2 separate regions of the Sus scrofa genome follow, and region 2 is linked to region 1. Evidence: chromatin contacts called from public Hi-C data. All regions are on one chromosome and are shown on one strand. Each heading gives the region's core, a stretch centred on a gene start, on an enhancer-like site or on the middle of the called end of the contact. The rest is flanking DNA. Distances are from core to core; before and after follow the strand shown. Region 1 has its middle 27 kb from the start of S1PR1. Region 2 overlaps SLC30A7 (solute carrier family 30 member 7).

Evidence for each region. Hi-C and Micro-C count contacts between places; a contact is called where the count stands out from the background.
Region 2: a Hi-C map of liver shows a contact between it and region 1, with 6 times the contacts expected there. The contact joins two enhancer-like sites. A contact is called at or near these places in 1 of 47 Hi-C or Micro-C datasets (liver) and 1 of 2 datasets of contacts at active chromatin or transcription factors (skeletal muscle).

Annotation. Positions count from the first base shown.
Region 1 is chr4:117,041,596-117,044,365 of Sscrofa11.1, forward strand. No RefSeq gene overlaps it. Among named protein-coding and RNA genes, the nearest start is that of S1PR1, 27 kb to the right of the region's middle. Within about 2 kb of position 1,341, at least 10 of the 83 cell types and tissues checked have an H3K27ac peak or open chromatin away from gene starts, as enhancers often do. A contact at or near this core is called in liver, where this site is marked.
Region 2 is chr4:117,352,279-117,355,048 of Sscrofa11.1, forward strand. All of the region lies in intron 8 of SLC30A7 (solute carrier family 30 member 7), which reads right to left. Among named protein-coding and RNA genes, the nearest start is that of SLC30A7, 43 kb to the right of the region's middle. Within about 2 kb of position 1,408, at least 3 of the 83 cell types and tissues checked have an H3K27ac peak or open chromatin away from gene starts, as enhancers often do. A contact at or near this core is called in liver, where this site is marked.

The DNA of each region.
Region 1 (2,770 bases), core at 91-2,590:
TACCGTAATAACTTTGTATGGGTACAAGTGGATTTCCTAGGGTATGCAAATGTCAGGTCCCTAGTTGGTATGCCTGAAATTAACATAATATTGAACATCCACTCCAATTTAAATAAGAAGGGAAGGAAGGAAGGGAGAGAGAGGAAGAAAGGAAAGGAAGGAAATAAACAGAAAAACCAGAGTCACTCGAATCAGGGAAGAAGGATGGATGGTTCACCAGGTGGAATGGTGCTGAGAGGCTGACGAGTATAAGACCCAGCACGCCTGTCGCCTTGTCCACGTGGACGTCCTTGTCAACTTTGACCAAAGCTCTTCTAGTGAAACCAGAGGCCAGATTAGAGGAGGTTGAAGGATAAAATGAAATGCAGGGAGGAGAAACAGCATATTAACAAGACTTTTACATTTTACTGTAAAAGGAAACATAAAAATAGGCAAAGAGAGTAGCTGGAAGGAGATCATAGCTCAAAAGAGGATTTGGCATCTTTGAAGTTGGGGCTTACCTTTTAATTTGATGGTTACTACAGCATGTGTGCGTACTGGGGAAGAGATGGATGCTGCTGAGAAGAAATGGAGTCAGTGGCTAATGGGCAGTGGCAGGGGGGCCCAGGGCAGAATTGGAGAGACAGGCCTTTGGTAAGAGCAGGACCAGGAGAAAAAAAGATGGGGGAAGATATGGGCAGAATTAATGATTTGATGGTAAACAATAAAGCAATTTTGAAGTTCCCATTGTGGCTCAGTGGTAACAAATCTGACTGGTATCCATGAGGATGCAGGTTCAATCTCTAGCTTCACTCAGTTGGTTAAGGACCCAGCGCTGCCGTGAGCTGCAGTGTAGGTCACAGGCATGGCTTGGATCCTGCATTGCTGTGGCTGTGGTGTAGGCTGGTAGCTGCATCTCCAGTTCAACCCCTAGCCTGAGAACTTCCATATGCCACGCATGCGGCCCTAGAAAGCAAGCAAAAAAAAAAAAGGAAGAAAAAGAAAAAGAGAGAGAGGGAGAAATTCCCCCTACGTCTTTTATTTTCCCAGCGAAATAATTGCCTTGAGCAGATAAATAACCTGCTTGTATGTTGGGTTGAGCTGTTGAATAGGTAAATAACCTGCAGCTCTGTTCCCACCCTCAGCTGTAATGGCCCAGGCTCTGCTTCTCATCGTTACACAGGAAGAGAGAAACAAGGTGTGGCTTGCAGAGCTGGCAGCCACTGGTACATGTCATTTTGCTTCTCTGCCTTCTTTCTCTTTTCTTCCATTTACAGCCATCTGTGCCAACTCTCAGACTGGTAAACAGAGGGTGGGGCCAAAGGTCAAAAGGTGATAGATCTCAATCTGAACTCGTTGGCCTGATCAGCTGTGTTTCCTCATTATAATCAGGAAATCCTGGAGAGACCCAGCCAGCGAGAGCACATCTGGGGAGACAGAGAATGGGGAGGGGGGGAGAAGAGGGAGTGGTCATGCAGCCAGGAAGGGAGGGGCTCATCTCTCCTGTTTGGGCTCAAAACTGGATCATTTCTTTAGTCTGTATCGTTGCAGACATTCATATAAATGTGTGCACATTCAATCTCTGACAGATTCTTTTCCCTCTGAGGCTCTGTTGTTTTTATAATCTCTTTCCTGACTAGAGAAGATTTCAGTGCATGTACAGATAAGGTCTGTTGATTTCCAGATACATACAAATGGTCCACATTCTATCTTGCCATGTTGCAAAGCATACACCTGTTAATGGTTAGCCAAAGAATTAAAAAAATGCAACTACAAAATGGGTTAAATGACATGGGAAAAGAGTCTGAATACATTGTTTTCACCATAAATGCAGATTTTAAAAAAATGTAAGTCACTTCGTAGATAGGTATGGAGGTAATAAACATATAATTATAATGGCTAATGGCTAGCATGTATTAAGTGATTATTATGATTTAGCTACAATGGTAGCTCTGGGTATTGAAAATAAGTGTGGAGTTCCCGTCGTGGCTCAATGGTTAACAAACATGACTAGTTTCCATGAGGACGTGTGTTCAATCCCTGGCCTCGCTCAGTGGGTTAAGGATCTAAGGATCTGGCATTGCCTTGAGCTGTGGTATAGGTTGCAGACGTGGCTCAGATCCCGAGTTGCTGTGGCTGTGGTGTAGGCCGGCAGCGACAGCTCTGATTCAACCCTTAGCCTGGGAACCTCCATATGTCGTGGGTGGGACCCTAAAATAGACAAAAGAAAAAAAATTTTTAACTTTTTTTTTAAACTTTTCTATTTTTAAATTTTATCAGTAGTTATTAATTTTTAAACTTTATCAGTAGTTCTATTTTTAAACTCTATCCATAGCTATTAATTCTTCTATGTGCATTTCTTCTGTCAATAAAACAAATAATGAAAGTTCACTTTACAGTCAATATCAGGTCCCTGGAAAACCGTGTCCTTTACATACAAATTTTGTGGTTCCTCCTCTCTCTGCTTTGCAACCCACACTTGCATCAAACATACGGTTTGGAGGTTCTTTCCTTTCTTCTGCTCTATTCTGACTTTTCTCAGCTTTGGGGCTGAGTTTGGGATGCCCTGTAGAAGCTGAGTATCCCCTGGGCTCAGTAAACAGCTGGCAACCCATTTCATGAGCTAAGCATAACATCAGTTTCATCTAATTCCTGTTCCCCTCTCAAAAAAGCACTCTGATTTTTCAAAAGGCTTGCCTTCCCATTCCTTGGTGTTTGTGGCTTTGACCTCAGAATGTCTTAACTACTTCAGTGCCAGAAGCCAAGTGGTTCCGTTCTATGACAGCCAGCT
Region 2 (2,770 bases), core at 158-2,657, 310 kb after region 1:
ATATAAGACCAGACACTATCAAACTCCTAGAGGAAAACATAGGCCAAACACTCTATGACATAAATGACAGCAACATCTTCTCAGATCCACCTATCAAGAGTATTGACAATAAAAAGAAAAATAAACAAATGGGACCTAATCAAACTTCAAAGTTCCTGCACAGCAAAGGAAATCCTAAACAAAATGAAAAGACAACCCACAGAATGGGAGAAAATCTTTGCAAGTGAATCAGCTGACAAGGGATTCATCTCCAAAATTTATAAACACCTTCTGCAGCTCCATACCAAAAACACAAACAACCCCATCAAAAAATGGGCAGAAGATCTAAACAGACAATTCTCCAAAGAAGATATACAGATGGCCGAGAAACACATGAAAAGATGTTCAACATCACTCATCATTAGAGAAATGCAAACCAAAACCACTATAAGGTACCACCTCACACCAGCCAAAATGGCCATCATCCAAAAGTCTACAAACAATAAGTGCTGGAAAGGGTGTGGAGAAAAAGGAACCCTAGTACACTGTTGGTGGGATTGTAAATTAGTGCAACCACTGTGGAAAACAGGATGGAGATTCCTCAGAAAACTCAAAATAGAACTACCATTTGATCCAGCAATCCCACTCCTGGGCATCTATCCAGAGAAAACCACGATTTGCAAAGACATATGTACTCCGATGTTCATTGCAGCGCTATTTGCAGTAGCCAAGACATGGAAACCACCTAAATGTCCATCGACAGAGGAGTGGATCAAGAAGATATGGTACATATACACAATGAAATATTACTCAGCCATTAAAAGAAATGAAATACTGGCATTTTTAGCAACATGGATGGACCTGGAAATTATCATGCTAAGTGAAGTCAGCCATACAATGAGACACCAACATCCAATGCTTTCACTGACATGTGGAATCTGAAAAAAGGACAGACTGAACTTCTTTGCAGAACAGATGCTGACTCACAGACATTGAAAAACTTATGGTCTCCGGAGGAGACAGTTTGGGGGGTGGGGGGATGTGCTTGGGTTGTGAGATGGAAATCCTGTGAAATCAGATTGTTATGATCATTACACAACTACAGATGCGATAAATTCATTTGAGCAATGAAAAAAAGAAAGAAATACAATAATATATTTTATATAAAAGAAAAATCTCTTCTTTCCAAGTTTTAAGCCTTAAATACTTTTTCTTATCTAATGTAACTGGCTTATGATCACTAATATATTACCACACTTGCTGTGTTCCTTCTAATATTTCTAAGACTGTCTGCCAGCCCTTTCTTAACTAGGGATCCTCTTCTGAACCCCGAACACACAAAATGATCTGAGTGATTATTTCTCAATTCCCCTTAGTACAACCAGTACTTTCCTAGATGCAAAGGTGAAAAGTTAATAATTACACACAACTGCATGCCTGAGGGCATTAGGGTATTCTCTCCCAGGATGCTGGTTGAGAAAAGCTGTTAGTCTAAACAGTACTGATAAATGCTCTTACTAAAGATGACAGTTTTACATATGATTAAAAAATACAATTACTAATGCAATAATACTTCCATATGTTTAGTCTTAACAATACGGATACAAACACCTTAGGAATCTGTTAAAATCTTGGGAAATTGTTTACCTTTATCTTAGTCTCCAAAAGTATAGTTCGTAAATTATAACTACTTGAAAGGTAAAACCACAAAGGAAACTGTTAGGCAACACCCAAAACCATTTTTGAAAAAAAAAAAAAATACATAATTTCTCATATTTGTACCTATTTGAAGACATGGTAGCTTCTTGTTAAAACAATGTTTAACTTAATATAGGCTACAAATAATTATCCATTTAGCCACAAAGTCAACAAGACTTATCAAAGTTAGTATCTGATCCAATTCCTGAATTCATGAACAATGACAGTCACCTATGATCTAGAATATCAAGTTTATAATTTTGTTTCATTACATATTCTTTCCACTTCATACCTCAATTTATGCCCATTATCTGGCATTTATAAAGCCTGTACCTTAGTTTGCGTCAAAAAAAAAGTGGGCTATTTTTTTCTTCCATATGATAAGAAATAAACATATTATTTGAATAACTTTGCCCCTAACAAAAAGACAGTTTCTTAAAAAAAAAAAAAAAAAAGGTTTTCTTTGTATTTACAAATGATTACAGTGAAGGGTACAGAGCACCATAACACCATAAGAATATAACTTATGAGTTGAAGAAAACTGATTTAAAACAAAACAAAACAAAACAAAACAAAACCTCCAGCAAGGTTTCAGAAATGCCACACCAGTAACAAAGCTTATTTCTGCATCCTGTTTATATATTTCTTCCCATCATGCACAGGTACCTTTTATAAGTGAATCAAAAATCTATGTAACTTTTAAATCACAGTACAAAGTTACAAGTAATTGTTCAGATTTCTGTACTCTTAAGTTATCAATCCACTTTCCATTCCAATTCAACTTACTAATGGGGAAAAGAGGAGCAAAATTACATTGAAATCTGCTGTATTTTCAGATGATAAAAAATTATACTCTCACTATTATACTCAATATCCTGCTTTTCATTAGGAAACAAAATTCATCATGCTACAACCCAGTTTCATACAGAAGTTGATATCACCCTTTGCCTGTGTTAGAAAACGAGAGGGGGGAAAAAAAGTCTTTTTCTAGGAAATTATTGCCACTTGAATGTGATAATGCAACACTGGGCAGCCAAGAAGGGCTAGAGCTCTATTGCCATGGCATGTTCTCAACTGAGGAACATTTAGATCT